2 separate regions of the Triticum aestivum genome follow, and region 2 is linked to region 1. The links are chromatin contacts, called in public Hi-C maps. All regions are on one chromosome and are shown on one strand. The core of a region is the stretch at or near the end of the contact, and the rest is flanking DNA. Distances in the headings are between cores, read along the strand shown. Region 1 holds the start of LOC123181572 (probable protein phosphatase 2C 72). Region 2 holds the start of LOC123181574.

Region 1 (7,297 bases), core at 3,676-6,175:
ACTTCAGCTTACACTGACCATTGCGTCTTTCGGCATAGCCGTCAATACCTTCATAGCTGGGGCATTTGCGATGAACATTCCATGCCACTTTTATGACATCACAGATGGCAGCTTCTTTTGGCCATTTGTCGGAGGTACATCGTCAGGCTGTTTTGTGATCTCCGTCGTTTTGTTAGGGTACGCCTGGTGGAAAAAGTTGCTTGGTCCCTGAACTCACAGTGAAGGCAAGTCATAAGATGGTGAGAAGCTCATCATTCTGAAGGTGGCAAATACTTTTGCTTCTCTGGCCTCCAGTAAGGAGCAAGCCCTCAAAGGGCAGAGGTGTGCCTGTTGGGTTAGGGAGAAACTCTATGTGTGTTCATGTTTTGTAGTAGTAGATAACAGAGTGAGTAATATGCTGTGATGTTTCATTGCCATAAATTATACAAGTACGTCAGTTCATCTGCTTTTTAATAGATTGGCACCAGATTTGGCTGTTCTTGGCAACAGAAAACCGATGCTGCAAAATCTTAGGTTTATCATGCTTGCTTTCCAAACGATGTGACAAGAACCGTTCAATATATGTGCAAGTTCACATGTGACATGTCAACAGAATAACGTCGTACATCGTGTTGATCAGAGCTCAGCAGATTAAGGCATCAAGAAAGCAACCTGCTACATGTCCACGATTAGCCAGCCTTGAGATGCAGCACTTTGTGAGGGGCTAAACAAAATGAAATGGTGATGAGATGAACTATTATCACAAGACGATCCGGAGAATGTACACTAAGAATAATCTAATCTTATACCTTGCCGCTATCAGTACACTAGTAACCAGGTTGAATCTAAAAGGTTTTTTTTTCTTGCGAGAACGCACAGGAAACGCGCTACACTTGACCGTGGCTGCTGCTCTTGTCTTCTTCTCCATTTCTTTTCTGGCCTTCGTGTCTTCTTGACTCCAGTGAAAGGCTAGGAACCTGAGAATGGAGCAAGGGAATTTGCTGGGAGGGCAACGCCGCCACCTCGCAGAGAAACTGTGGGACGGCTCCAGGCATCCATGGCTATGGCATTCGAATCGAAAAATACCACAACGACCGTTATATCATCATGAAAGTGGCGCCTCACTCCACGGTCAATTTTCTTGAGATCTGAATACCGCATCTCCCTCTTCTTTGCTGCTTCCTGCATTGCAGCCTTCACTAGCTTTCGAGCAATCCCCTGAAACATACAAGTTACGATAACATTAACAAAATAAGAAAACAATGATGTTCTACGAAATGAATGAAGGAACACAAGACTCTAGTAGAATATGAGAACAAGATTGTTTAGATATAATGAAGCTGGGTCCTACTACATGGTCTGTTTGCAAACTGAAATGTGAAGTGAGATTCAGTAACATGTCTACATTGGTTAGTTGGTGAGGTGACAATCCCCATAGTTCAGGAAAGGTGTGATTAATATAAATGAATCAGTTGTAAAGTAGCTCATTCACAATGCTTCAATGCAGAATGCAGATGTTGAAGAGATCTAAAAATGGTTCCCTCGAAAAAAAACAAGTCAGCTTTTGTCATTCTGATGATACTGAATCGGATCAATATTTGGAATAACAATATCTGATCTATCAAATCGATTCATCATCGAGAATGGAGGAGCTTTGAAGATAATAACTTCTACAAAATATCTCCTCAATAAGCGACCAACCAGGCATTTGCAGACTGAAGTTTAAGCATGTAACCTTCAATTCAGCGAAGTGACATGAAAAGGGGACATACATAAGCAACAATATAACCTATACCACATTAGGCAGACATGACCTAATCCAGGACCGGCAGAGAAACACAAAATTCTAGGGACTAAACCACTGTTGTTAACAACATTTTGCTACAGACAAATTTAAGTACCTAAAACACCAACAACTGCGGAGGTGCTACAAAATCAATAACTTGGTGCCATTTAAGTCGGTTGCAACCATCGTGGCAGGCGAACAAAATCTAATATACCGTAGCATGATAATATGTCTATATTATGTACTTGCAGAACTGTTACATGTTAACAGAACTTAGAACGACTTCTAAAGATGTTCATATCTAGTGTTCCCTTAATTCCTTATAAGAAAGAAAATATGTCCACTTACCTCAACAGAAACATCAACCAAAGAACGATGAAATTACTACAAAAGCAGAAATACGTACTTTGTTGTTCGGAAAAAGAATGCATGAACTAGCACTTAGCTTTCAAAGAACCCAGTAACAGAAACTAAACATAAGATAAGAACACATACATTACGAGGACTACTGTGGACTAGCTCAACAGCTTTCTGGTTACTAAGATGCTCCCAGAGTCCATCAGATGCAAAAATGATGAACTGATCAGTTAACTGTATTTGGTGTACAGTAATTGCTGGCTCAGAACTAAGAAGCGGTCTCCGGAAAGTTTCTGGAAGCCGAAACTTGCTATGCAAAGGTTCTCTGTTGAATTCTGGTCTCTTCAGATACACATCTCCAATGGACCTTGTTATCTGCAACACATTATCCTACCATGTGAGATACACGGCAGAAGCAATTGCATGGCATTTGGGAAGGGACTAAGCAGTAACGCTATGCAAGAGACAACAGCAGATTAAAGTGATTCATCTAGGAAATGCACATGGCCATATTGTAGAACACCTCATATCTGTTTTAAGAAACACAGGCGTACATAATAATTTATTTGCGGGATCGACATCAAGGGAAATGCATTCAACAGCTGAATATGGTATTTGTCTTGGCTAATACCTAATTACAAGACTCAGACCGTTGCATTATTGCAGATTGTATACACAGGTAAAAAAATAGCCAACAAGAACACCTACGTATAGTTGATAACTGAGAATTTGCCTAATGTAAAAACATGCAGCAACAATTCTAACAGAAGCATGGGGACACAGCATTTAAACGCAGTTATGGTTATAATGAAAAGTTAAGCCTAATGTCTGAAGACTGTATAAAGCAAGCTATGGATCACATGCCAGTTGCAATTTTTGAACTCCGGACATTTACCTGAATAATACCCTTCACACGCCAAACATTGTGCTTCAGGATCACAATGTGGGGATCATCAGGATGCATTGCCTGCATCTCTCGCCTAACCTCCTCGAAGGATGCATTATGTTCTGCTGAGAGTTGCATAGCCACAACCTCTCCAGTTCCCTTGACAAGTCTCCCCAGAATAGCACGGGAGTCCCCAACATTTGCAACATAGAGAGTTCCAGCACAAATCACACCAACTAGACAGCAAGAGCCTACCGCTGCTAATTGCGGCCTCACCGACCATTGATTACTGACTAGAGAGAGAAATCCCTCCTCGGTCGCTCGGAAAGCCTTCCGAATTACTTCCACTGACATGCATTTCTGCTCAGATGCATATCCTGAAAAAGGAAGTTCATCATGTGAGGGAACTAATGGAGATTGCCATGTAGTTCAAACATATCATAATATGACGCGAAGGTGAGTAAACGACACTATCATTTATTCACTCTACAGTCAACAATAAATGCGCTTCCATTATATTTGGACTTTTGGAGTAAAATAAATCAACCAAGGATCGAATATAGTATAAACTAGGTGATTGCTCTGAACAAAACAGCATTTAAATTGCGCTTGTTTGTTCTCTGTATTACTACAAGTAGAACCATATCCCATGCAATGCAGGCATCCAATAAATATCTACTTCCATGGAAAAATGGCTGAGAACAATCAGCATCAATTGCAGACACTTGCAGGTCTAGCAATGGGAAACGATACACCTATGGATCGTATAGCATAGCTGGACTGACATTTGATGTAAAATCCTTTCTAGGTTTTTTTTTGCGGGTGAAAATCCTTTCTAGTTTAAGTTCTACAACAGGAGAGCCGCAGCAACGGTTGAGGTATTACCCTTCAGATGGTTGAACATGTGGTCATTGATGTAGCGTGCCGTCTCCGGTCCACCATGGCCATCATAGACGCCGACGAAGGTGCCCTGCAGGTCGGGATCCGTGGTGCTCAGCGACCCGGATTCCACCTGACTGTGGTCCTCCAGCAGGTTATTGGCCTGGACCACGGCCATCGAGAACTCGCCGGCGACGAGCTGCCCTGCGTCCTTGTACCACAGGAGCCCGTCCTGCCGGCCGGCCGCATCCACCCCCTTGCGAGGGCGCCCGTCCGGCGACGACGTCGGACCCCAGCAAGATCTCAGGTAATCCATCGTAGACAATAGCATCCCTCATCTCCGCCACCTCCCCATCGCCCGCTGCCTCACAAAAGCCATGTCTATTCGCCTTCTCTCCCGATATCCTCTCCCCTTTCCTTCGCCTCGCCAAATCTGCCATCGAAGCCAACCAACACAAACACCAAGATCAAGAGCCCGATCAATCCACGGCAGACGCTGCGCGATCGAAGGGGGAGAGATCGCCAAGAACATCCACACTCTACACGCATTGAAGACGAGGGACCAAACAAGAAAAGAACAACTCACCTTTTTCTTGGATGGATAGCTTCCTGCCGAGCCGCGCGCCCAGATTTCCTGCGATCTCGCGACGAGGGAGGGGCGGGCTTGGATCTGGAAACCAATCGATCTCGAGCAAGCGGAAGATTGGGTTTTGGTGGAACGGGTGGGCTCCTCTACGGGATCCAGACGAAGCAACCGCGAAGCTGAGGCGGAGAGACTAAAATAAGATGCGCTTTTCCGCTCTCCTTTTCGGTCTCCCTTCTCGCGGTGCCAAATTTTGCAGGCAGGCAGGCAGGCCCGATCGACGAGCAGATCAGGGAATCTCTCTATCTTCTCCGCTCCACAGCAAAGAGAGAGAGAGAGAGAGGACTAGCAAGCAAGAGAGAAGACGAACAAGGCAACCCAAGGAGAGAGCGAGGGGGGGTCGGGGCCAGCAAGGCAATGGCAAAGGCGATAGGACCTAATTTCATTCCGGGGTGGTGACTATTTCGTGGAATGCTTCCATTAATCTCTCCCCTGTTTTCTCTGACTGCCTTTCTTATCATACACACGAAGAAAAAGGCTTTTTGTTTATAAACTATAAAAAGAAGCATGATACAAATCAAACGTTCACACGTACACACTGACGATCACCTCTACAAACGCAGGTACCTATACTCTATTCATGTGGGCACTTGTTCAAAAAATGATTTTGCCGTAATCATGTGTTGTGTATACTGTGTTTTGAGTTATATATGCATATGTACATGCAGTGTTGGGCCCTGGGCACTGGACGTGTCATCACTGGTTCTCGAAGATGAAGTCATACACCTATCAAATCTGAAGAGTCTAGGTTAGGTCATACGGTGCAAGAAGATCAAGGCGGATAACACAAGGGTTATAAAAGGTACTCAATGAAAGGGGAGACACATTCGACATCTTCTCAAGCTCTAGACTAGCTTTACAATAGATTTGACCAGACACACGTCTCGGTCGTCCATCGATGTACTCGACGAATTAGCGTCCAACCCCGTCGGAAACCACATTGTGTTCCTCCATTGTAATATCTCTTGAGACAATCTTGCATGAGCAGGAGTATGATGTTACCCCCTCATGAAGGCTCAAACATGGATTAAATATATGTTATATATGTTTGTCCCACGACCAAGGTTACATTCTACTACCGAACATATCAACATGCAACTATCATCCCGATGTTAGGTACTTTGCCTAGTACCCTTATAATTGTGCCGTTTGTGAGGATCTCGCATTGCCAAATCAGAACTACAACATCAACATCATCTTGATCGACATCGTCGTCATCTGCTTCGACGAGGTATGCATCTCCATCAACGTCGTCTCTGCCGACTTCATCTTCATCACCAACATCTCATATAGGAAATACGCTAGTCACGCCAATTGATTCATGTCTCCACTGAGTCTGATATCATCAACGACTTCTCATTTAGAGCCATGTCGACCTCTAGTTCGACCAACAACTTTCCCCCCACATGGTATGACCCAGATTACCTTGCCTACTTCACTGAGATCGGCTGTATGGATCGCCGATGACCTACGTCGACTATATCGGTTGGGTGGATTGTTCGAAATATGCCCTAGGCGCAATAATAAAATGGTTATTATCATATTCCCCCTTCATGATAAATGTTTATTATTCATGCTAGAAATTGTATTGAGCGGAAACTTAAATACATGAGTGGATACATAAACAACACCATGTCCCTAGTGAACCTCTACTAGACTAGCTCGTTGATCAAAGATGGTTAAGGTTTCCGAATCATAGAGATGAGTTGTCATTTGATAACGGGATCACATCATTAGGAGAATGATGTGATGGACAGACCCAACCGTAAGCTTAGCATCTAATCGTATCACGAAGTTCACTTTGCCGTAACTTTCTTAACGCACTACGAAAAAATAAACTTCTGTGATGATACGTGTTTGTCACAGTAGGTCACGTTTTCTGTCATGCATGTATATCCATGACGATTTTATGACAGAATCAAGATAGTCATACCTGAGTTATCGTAGAAGTGTTCCATGACATTACCAAAATTATCATCACGGAAGTGTCCACTTCCATGACGATAAATGCCGCGTCATGGAAGTGCTTTCGTCAAGAGTGACCGACACGTGGCATCTACCGTAACGGGTCGTCGTTAAGCTGTCGGGTCCAGTTTTGGATCCGATAACCCGCTAACAGCCACGACCAATGCCGATTTTCCACGTGTAAAATTCTCATTGGCTGACGGAACCACGTGTCAGCTCCGCGTTGGCATAGGTGTCACTCATCCAATGGGCGAGATGCACCTATAATATGTTGACACGTGGACGGGCCCAAAAGTGACCTATAAAGATTAAATGGGTCGGACCAACTAAAGGTTGAGGGAGTCCTGGACTAAGGGGTCCTCGGGCGTCCGGCCTGTTAGCCATGGGCCGGACTGATGGGCTGTGAAGACATGAAGACCGAAGACTGCACCCGTGTCTGGATAGGACTCTCCTTAGCGTGGAAGGCAAGCTTGACGACCAAATATGTAGATTCCTTTCCTTGTAACCGACCTTGTGTAACCCTAGATCTCCCCGGTGTCTATATAAACCGGAGGACTTAGTCCGGAAAGAGGGACCCATGACCATAGTCATACAGGCTAGACTTCTAGGGTTTAGCCATTACGATCTCGTGGTAGATCAACTCTTGTAATACTCATATCCATCAAGATCAATCAAGCAGGAAGTAGGGTATTACCTCCATAAAGAGGGCTCGAACCTGCGTAAACATCGTGTCCCCTGTCTCCTGTTGCCATCGACCTTTTTAGACGCACAGTTCGGGACCCCCTACCCGAGATCCGCCGGT
Region 2 (6,825 bases), core at 214-2,713, 390 kb before region 1:
TTTTTCTCTTACAGTTTCTGAATTTCCTTTGACCTAGGACTAAGGAACTAGTACCTGTTTCTGGGAAGGCGTTGATGAACATCATCATCTCCTCACCGGTCAGACCAGAAAAGATGCATATTCTCTGCGGAGATTTCATAATCTGTGAACCGAACACGCATGTTAACTAGCGATCCACGGTAAAATTTAAGGCTATGAAAGAAGTGATTGAAGGCATTTGGCAAGGCTGTTATTTCAGCACAAGAGTGTAAGTAAGGGCAGTAAAGACTGAAAATGTCATGTTTGCAAGTGTTGTTACCTTGACAGCTTCTACATTAGGCTGCTCAGTGTGCATAGCATCCCACAAAGTTTGTTTCGTCATTTCTTCTGTACAATGAATCACCTGACGCAAGAACAAGTTTGGCTGAACTATCAGGATCGCATGACAAACATTCTACAGTATTTTCGTCTCACATGTTTGTTTCTGAATGAGAGTAAGCTTTCGCTACTCCATTTCAGTGGTTTTTTTTCTAGACTCATTTCTTGATCTTATTCCTTACTGTAATCGAGAAGACGACTATTTTTTTAACGGTGGAGAAGACTCGTATTTGTTCAATCTCTATTCTTCTGCAGTTAAATGTACCGAACCTGTTCCTTTCTCTGTAAACTTCTGTTACAGCAGGCGCAAAACTTAATTACCTTGAGGAAATCACCGTCCAGCTCCTTTAGGAACTCCTGAATCTGCTCTAGTTACGAAAATTCACAGGAATTACTTGTAAATTACGTTCTATCTGTCAATATCGGCATGCAAGCATCACGCGGGTTCAAACAATCCTGTGAACCGAATACCTTGACGGTCTCGCTTTTATCGAATCCGATGAGCAACAATGCCTGAAATGGGGTCACAATTCAGTGACACTGATCTCAGCATTTCGAAGTAAACAAAATCACTATATTTCACCGGCAACAGAAGCTATATGTATATGCAGCGGGGGCGTGGAATAACACTCTCTTGTAACGCGCAACTGGCGGCGACTCACCGGCGGTCCGTACATCGGGTCCTCGGCGTTCAGCGGCACGAACTTGGAGTCCTCTGCTACAAGCTCCGCCGGGGATCCTAGGACGACGGATGCGCGTCAGATGTGCGGAAGGAAACCGGGAATATTGCAGGTGCGTGGCGGCGCGCGCGCACCTTCGGGAGGCAGCGACGATCGGAGCAGGGGCAGGCGCCATATTCTCCTCGGCGACGGCGACGGCTGCGCCGCGACGGATGCGGGGGTGCGGGGCGAGACGCGGCAGGAGGGTACTAAGGGTCTGGGCAGGATTTGGCGGTGGAGGACGGGGGCGGACGGCGAAGTCATCGGCGCCGGCGGCGAGGACGACGGCGACGTTATCCTTGTGTGTTTGTGTGGTTTTGTACGTGGTCTATGTTCCGTCAGGGTTTCGTCTGAAGCCACGTCTAGCAAAACGGCAGAAACAACAAATTTGACCCGTGGACGAAAAAATATCACGAAAAAAATTCATCCGGCTGACCTTTTGTGTAGCGCCCGTTAGGAGACACACTACACTGTACAACGCTCACGTCTAGCCGGCATCGCACTCCAGACTGCCTGAAAAATGCTACATCAATGTGTAACGCCTGAGAGCTAGACGCTACACTATGCAGTGTAAGCGTCGCACTAGTGGCACGACACATTGTAGTTGACTAGGCGTGTAGGGCGTGGGAGCCAGACACTGCACAGTGTAATGTGGTGTCTAACTGTCTGGCGATACACAAAAAGATCAGCCGGATGAAAAAATTTCGTCACCGGTTCATTTTGTGATATTGTTACGTCCACAGGTTAGAAAAGTGAATTTTGCTTAGCAAAACTCAGACGGGCTGTAAATTTTGCTGCGGTGCCCGAGACGTCTAACCAAATAGATCCTTAAAACTCGTCACCTAAAAATTTACGACGGGTTTAGAGGACCCGGCCTTTTTTTTGGAAAAACTCCAATCTATTCGTCAACCGTCAAGATAGTACAAAGAATATCAGAAGTAAAAAATACATTCCGGTTCATAGACCACCTAGCGACGACTACATACACTGAAGCGAGCCAAAGGCGCATCGGGCGTCATCGCCCCTCTCACATCGGAGCTGGGCAAACATTGTTGTAGTAGACAGTCAGAAAATCATCATGCTAACGCCCCATAGGACCAACGCACCAGAACAACAACCACCACCGATGAAGAGAAACATAGATCAGAAGTATCCATCCTGTAGACACACGAATATAGAAGAACGAAGACCGGGTCCACGTGGATCCACCTAAGACAAACGCCGACCGAATCCCATGGTATCTACGAGATCCGTCAGAGACAAACCTTCACACGCCCTCCAACGATGCTAGAAACACCATCAGAACAGGGGCTAGGTGGGAGGACCTTATTCCATCTGCAGAGAGCCGCCTCTGCCTCGCATCTCTAAGTAGGACACAAACCCAAACAAAACTAAAAAAAAATCAGAAAACGAAGCCCTCCCGCCGACAAGGACCGAGATCCACCGCGCCTCCATGGTCCTAAGACCACAAGAGACAAGGTAGACCGGTGACGACGCCGGTGGGAGGCAGGAGAAACCGTAGCATAGGGTGCAGGCTACGAGCGACAGGCTGCCGCCGTGCGTGGTGCGCCGTTCACGTACTAGAGGACCTGACCTTGTGGTAGCGTAAAAAAATCATAGGGCAAATATTAACAAGTGCTTGCATATAGATGCATGAAATATATATACACGTAGTCTCATTAGTTCATCACATTCAAGATCATATGCAACATACGAAGTAGCAAGTTTAGCCGTACAAAATGCGGGAACAAGAAAAAAACATGATCGAATGCATGAGGAAATCAAGCAACTCCTCATTGTTGCGAAGATCGTCGCCACCATCGCGGGTGCTAGCACCTCCATCTTCAACAACTTAGACCGGAGAATGAGCACCACCATTATTATGAACATCGTTTGCCGAAGCACCACCACCACCACCTCCATCACCGTTGCCAAAAGCTTCACCACCACCACCACCCCCAATGCCGAATCCAACAACACCTCCAAACCCACCTCCACCACCATTTCCCAAGCCGCCACCACCTCCAAAACCACCAATGTTGAAGCCACCACCACTGACATTGTCAAATGCAAACCCCCCTCCAAACCCCACACCACCACCTGCATTACCCAACCCATTGGCCATAAGACTTCGAAGCTCCATCTTTCTCCGACACATGATCTTCATTCTTCTCAATTCCCAAAATTGTTTTGTCATTGCATCCATGCTCTCCGAATTCATCAACACGAACCTGTCCTCCTCGGTGTGTTGGGAAACGTATCATGCAATTTCAAAAAAATTCCTACGCTCGCGCAAGATCTATCTAGGAGATGCATAGCAACGAGAGGGGGAGAGTGTGTCTACATACCCTCGTAGATCGGAAGCGGAAGAGTTTGACAACGCGGTTGATGTAGTCGAACTTCTTCTCGTTCCGACCGATCAAGCATAGAACGTACGACACCTCTGAGTTATGCACACGTTCAACTCGATGATTGTGACGCCCCCGATTCAATCGTACACTAATCATACACGCAAATGTGTACGATCAAGATCAAGGACTCACGGGAAGATATCACAACACAACTCTAGACACAAATTAAAATAATACAAGCTTTATATTACAAGCCAGGGGCCTCGAGGGCTCGAATACATAAGCTCGAATATACAAGAGTCATGTGGGTAGCGTATTCGGGTTCGTCTCATTTTTCTGAGCAACTTTAGTGCAGAAAACATTTTCATCGGAGTTACGATTTATTTTCTATGAATTTTCAACGATTAAAGCATTTTTGGAATTATTTAAATGAACAGAATTAACAGAAAAGGAAAAATGACATCAGCATTGCGTGGGGATGATGTCAGCAGTCAACAGACTCGCTGACCAGGTCAAAACTGACCTGTGGGACTAGTGGGACCCACATGTCATAGACAGAGAGTTAACAGACTTCAATTTATTTAAACAGAGTTAAATAAGGGGGTGGGCCCCAGGTGTCAGTGGCTGCTTAGGTTAATTAAACATTTTAAATTACACCAAAGTTAATTTGTGGGTGGGACCCGCCTGTCATTGACAAGGGGTGCCCAGTCAGCAGAGTTGACTGAGTCAACTCAGTCAACAAGGCCCCACGGGCCCACGGTCAGTGGCTCAGGGAGCGGGCCCCAGGCGTCCTCGTCAGCCCACGCCGGCGCTGGTGACCGGAGTAACTCCGGCGGGCCGTTTCGCGGCGGCGCATCGTCAGTGATGTTCGGAAACAGCCGTCCGGGGTTAATTTGACGCGCGAGAGGCGCCGTTCGGATGCGGTGAACGAGCCACGTCGAGTGGCGGCAGCGGCAGCAGCTGGGGAGGCTGGAAAGGGCGCCGGCGATGAGTTGCAGCGATGGCGGCTTGGCTCGGGTGTGCGACGGAGATGGCGAAGCAGCGCGCTACGGAGCGAATGGAAAGGCTGGGGAGGATCCCCGTGGTGCGGCGAGTCCAACGGGCTTGAGCCCGTGACCAAATGGTGATCGGAGCCTCGCCGGCGGCGAGCTCCGCGGCAATGCGTTCGGGCGCTCATTGGGGACGGCGCTAGGAGGCACGGGAGGGGGCATGCGCGTGCGTGTTGGGCTCATGGGAATACCAGGAGCACGACGGAGGCCTCAGGCGAGCGTGACAAGGGCTATGGCCACAGCCACAAGCTCGTCGGCGGCGAACAGAGCTCGGGCGCGGCAGCAGCTAGCTACGGCGCGTGAAGAGGCTAAAAGGAGGGGAGCAGGAGACGGAGGAGTTCACCTAGCGGCACGCACGGTGGCCCTTGGAAGGTTAGGAGTAGCAGGAGCGTCGGAGAGGAGGAAGATCGCCGGCGACCGAAGCGGAAGGGGGCGGCTCGATCCGCGGCCTGCGGTGCTCCTCGAGCTCGATGGCGAGGCATAGTCGAGGTAGAGGTCGACGACGCGTCTTGTGGACGTGCTGGCGAGGCGCGCGGTGGGAGGTGGATGCGGCTACGGCACAGCCATGGCGACGGCGGCGGTCGGTTGAGGTGGGGAGGGGATCTGGAGAGCGAGGGAGAGAGCGGCCGAGATGGAGAGGGGAGTGGGTGGAGGTAGGTGGGGTGAGTGGAGGCGTGGATCGAGGAGGAGGGGAGGCGCGGGGCCTTATCCCCTCGTCGGACGTCGCCGACGAGGTGGTTGGACGGCGACGGGCACGCGCTGTCCCGCCCGGTCGGAGGAACAGGAAGCGACCGGGGAGGGGGCATGGGCCGGCCTACTGGGATGGGCCAAGGCCCATGGGAAGGCCAGGGGCTCTCCCATCCCTTTGCTTTTCCATTTCCTTTTCTTTTTTTTTGGTTTTTTCTTTTTCCAGCAGCTTTTGCTTTTCTTTTAGACACAACTTACTTTGCAAAAATATGCCACTGGTCAAAACAATTTCAAAGAATAATTGGGCACTGCCACAAAAAGTTTGGGGCCTTCAGCAGTTGTCCAAGCATTTTTAGAAAATGAAAAGGACATCTTAAATACTGGTGGACCAGATAATAAATCCTCAGGGGTAATTTGGGAATTCCAAAAATGTTGGCTTCAACATGACAAATATCTAGGGATTATTTTCCATAGGATGAACTATTTTATTTGCATGAAAGAAGAAGCAAATATTTGACATGCAATTTGAATTTGAATTTGAAGCAGATTTTGGACAAGTGGCATTTTGGCATGATGATCATGATGACGTGACCTTCATTAGGGGGAGATTACTGTAGTATGATGCTGGGGATGTTACAAATCTCCTCCACTACAAGAAATCTCGTCCCGATATTTAAGTGGGGAAGTAAAGAGTAACTTCGGGTGAACTGACCCTTATAGGGTTAATTGTCTGGTGAACAATGCAGGGAATGTGATAGAAGTATCTCTCGAGTTGAAATTTAAGAAAACGTCGAGAGAAAAATATGAAGGTACAATAAGAAGTTTCAAGCGAATGGACAAATGATCGATACCTGAACAGAGTGTGAGAAAGGGGTTCAGAGCATCGGGAATAGATCATCTCTCAAAAGGTGGCTGTGACATGATACAAAGCCAATTGCAAGAATATTTTGAAATCAAAGATATACAGGAGAGTCAGGTTCCGATCCTGTGGAACTGTGGGTTATGAGCCCACCATGTGGGTTAAAAGTAGAAAGGGGGCCGATAGCAAGGCATGTCAGATGATAGACTGTCAGTTATGTTGCCAACCACGTTGGTACCAAGGGCGAGGGACGAAGAGAACTATTTTCCTGCTCGTTGAACGAGGCGGACCAATAGGCAAAGTTCTCGTCCATCGGTGGTTACCGGAATGTCAACAGCAATAATAACATGGTCTTACTGACAAATTGTACACCGAGGTGTTTACCTAAGCAGGGAATTATCTCTGCTCATATAATTTAGATTACATGAAAGGTTAACAAAACAATGGAAAGGAAAATATGATTAGTATATCAATCATACCAACGGAAAGGAAATGTGTTTATACCCAATTATCAAGAGTATATCTTTCCCATACACGACAGGACAACAAGTAGATAACCAAGCAGATAAAGGGGCGAGAGAATTCATGTTGTTACCCATACAATGGTGTTTGGATAATTGATCAAGAAACAATTAGCATTATGTTTCCAATGTTCTTGTTGATGCTTGAGTACCACATTCATGCTTCAGGATAGCATTGACATGGTCATCGGTAAAGGTCGGACTTTGGATTCACAAAGAATCCATCGAAAATAGCTTATAATTAAGTCATACAGTTTCAGCAAGGAAAAGATGAGGATGTGG

What was found. A called contact is a pair of places that touch in the nucleus more often than the background predicts.
Region 2: a Hi-C map of an unstated tissue shows a contact between it and region 1, with 7 times the contacts expected there. The contact joins the promoter of LOC123181574 here to the promoter of LOC123181572 in region 1. A contact is called at or near these places in 3 of 5 Hi-C or Micro-C datasets (leaf and an unstated tissue).

The regions. Positions count from the first base shown.
Region 1 is chr1D:297,353,588-297,360,884 of IWGSC CS RefSeq v2.1, reverse strand. LOC123181572 (probable protein phosphatase 2C 72) reads right to left here and starts at 4,925. Exons shown (of 5, transcript XM_044593866.1): 1 at 4,474-4,925; 2 at 3,894-4,320; 3 at 3,018-3,385; 4 at 2,261-2,497; 5 at 705-1,197. The coding sequence starts at 4,218. The coding sequence ends at 949. It overlaps LOC123181571 (putative magnesium transporter MRS2-G), which reads left to right. Exons shown (of 4, transcript XM_044593865.1): 4 at 1-493. The coding sequence ends at 211.
Region 2 is chr1D:297,743,654-297,750,478 of IWGSC CS RefSeq v2.1, reverse strand. LOC123181574 reads right to left here and starts at 1,463. Exons shown (of 6, transcript XM_044593869.1): 1 at 1,172-1,463; 2 at 1,020-1,096; 3 at 299-382; 4 at 55-142. The coding sequence starts at 1,340.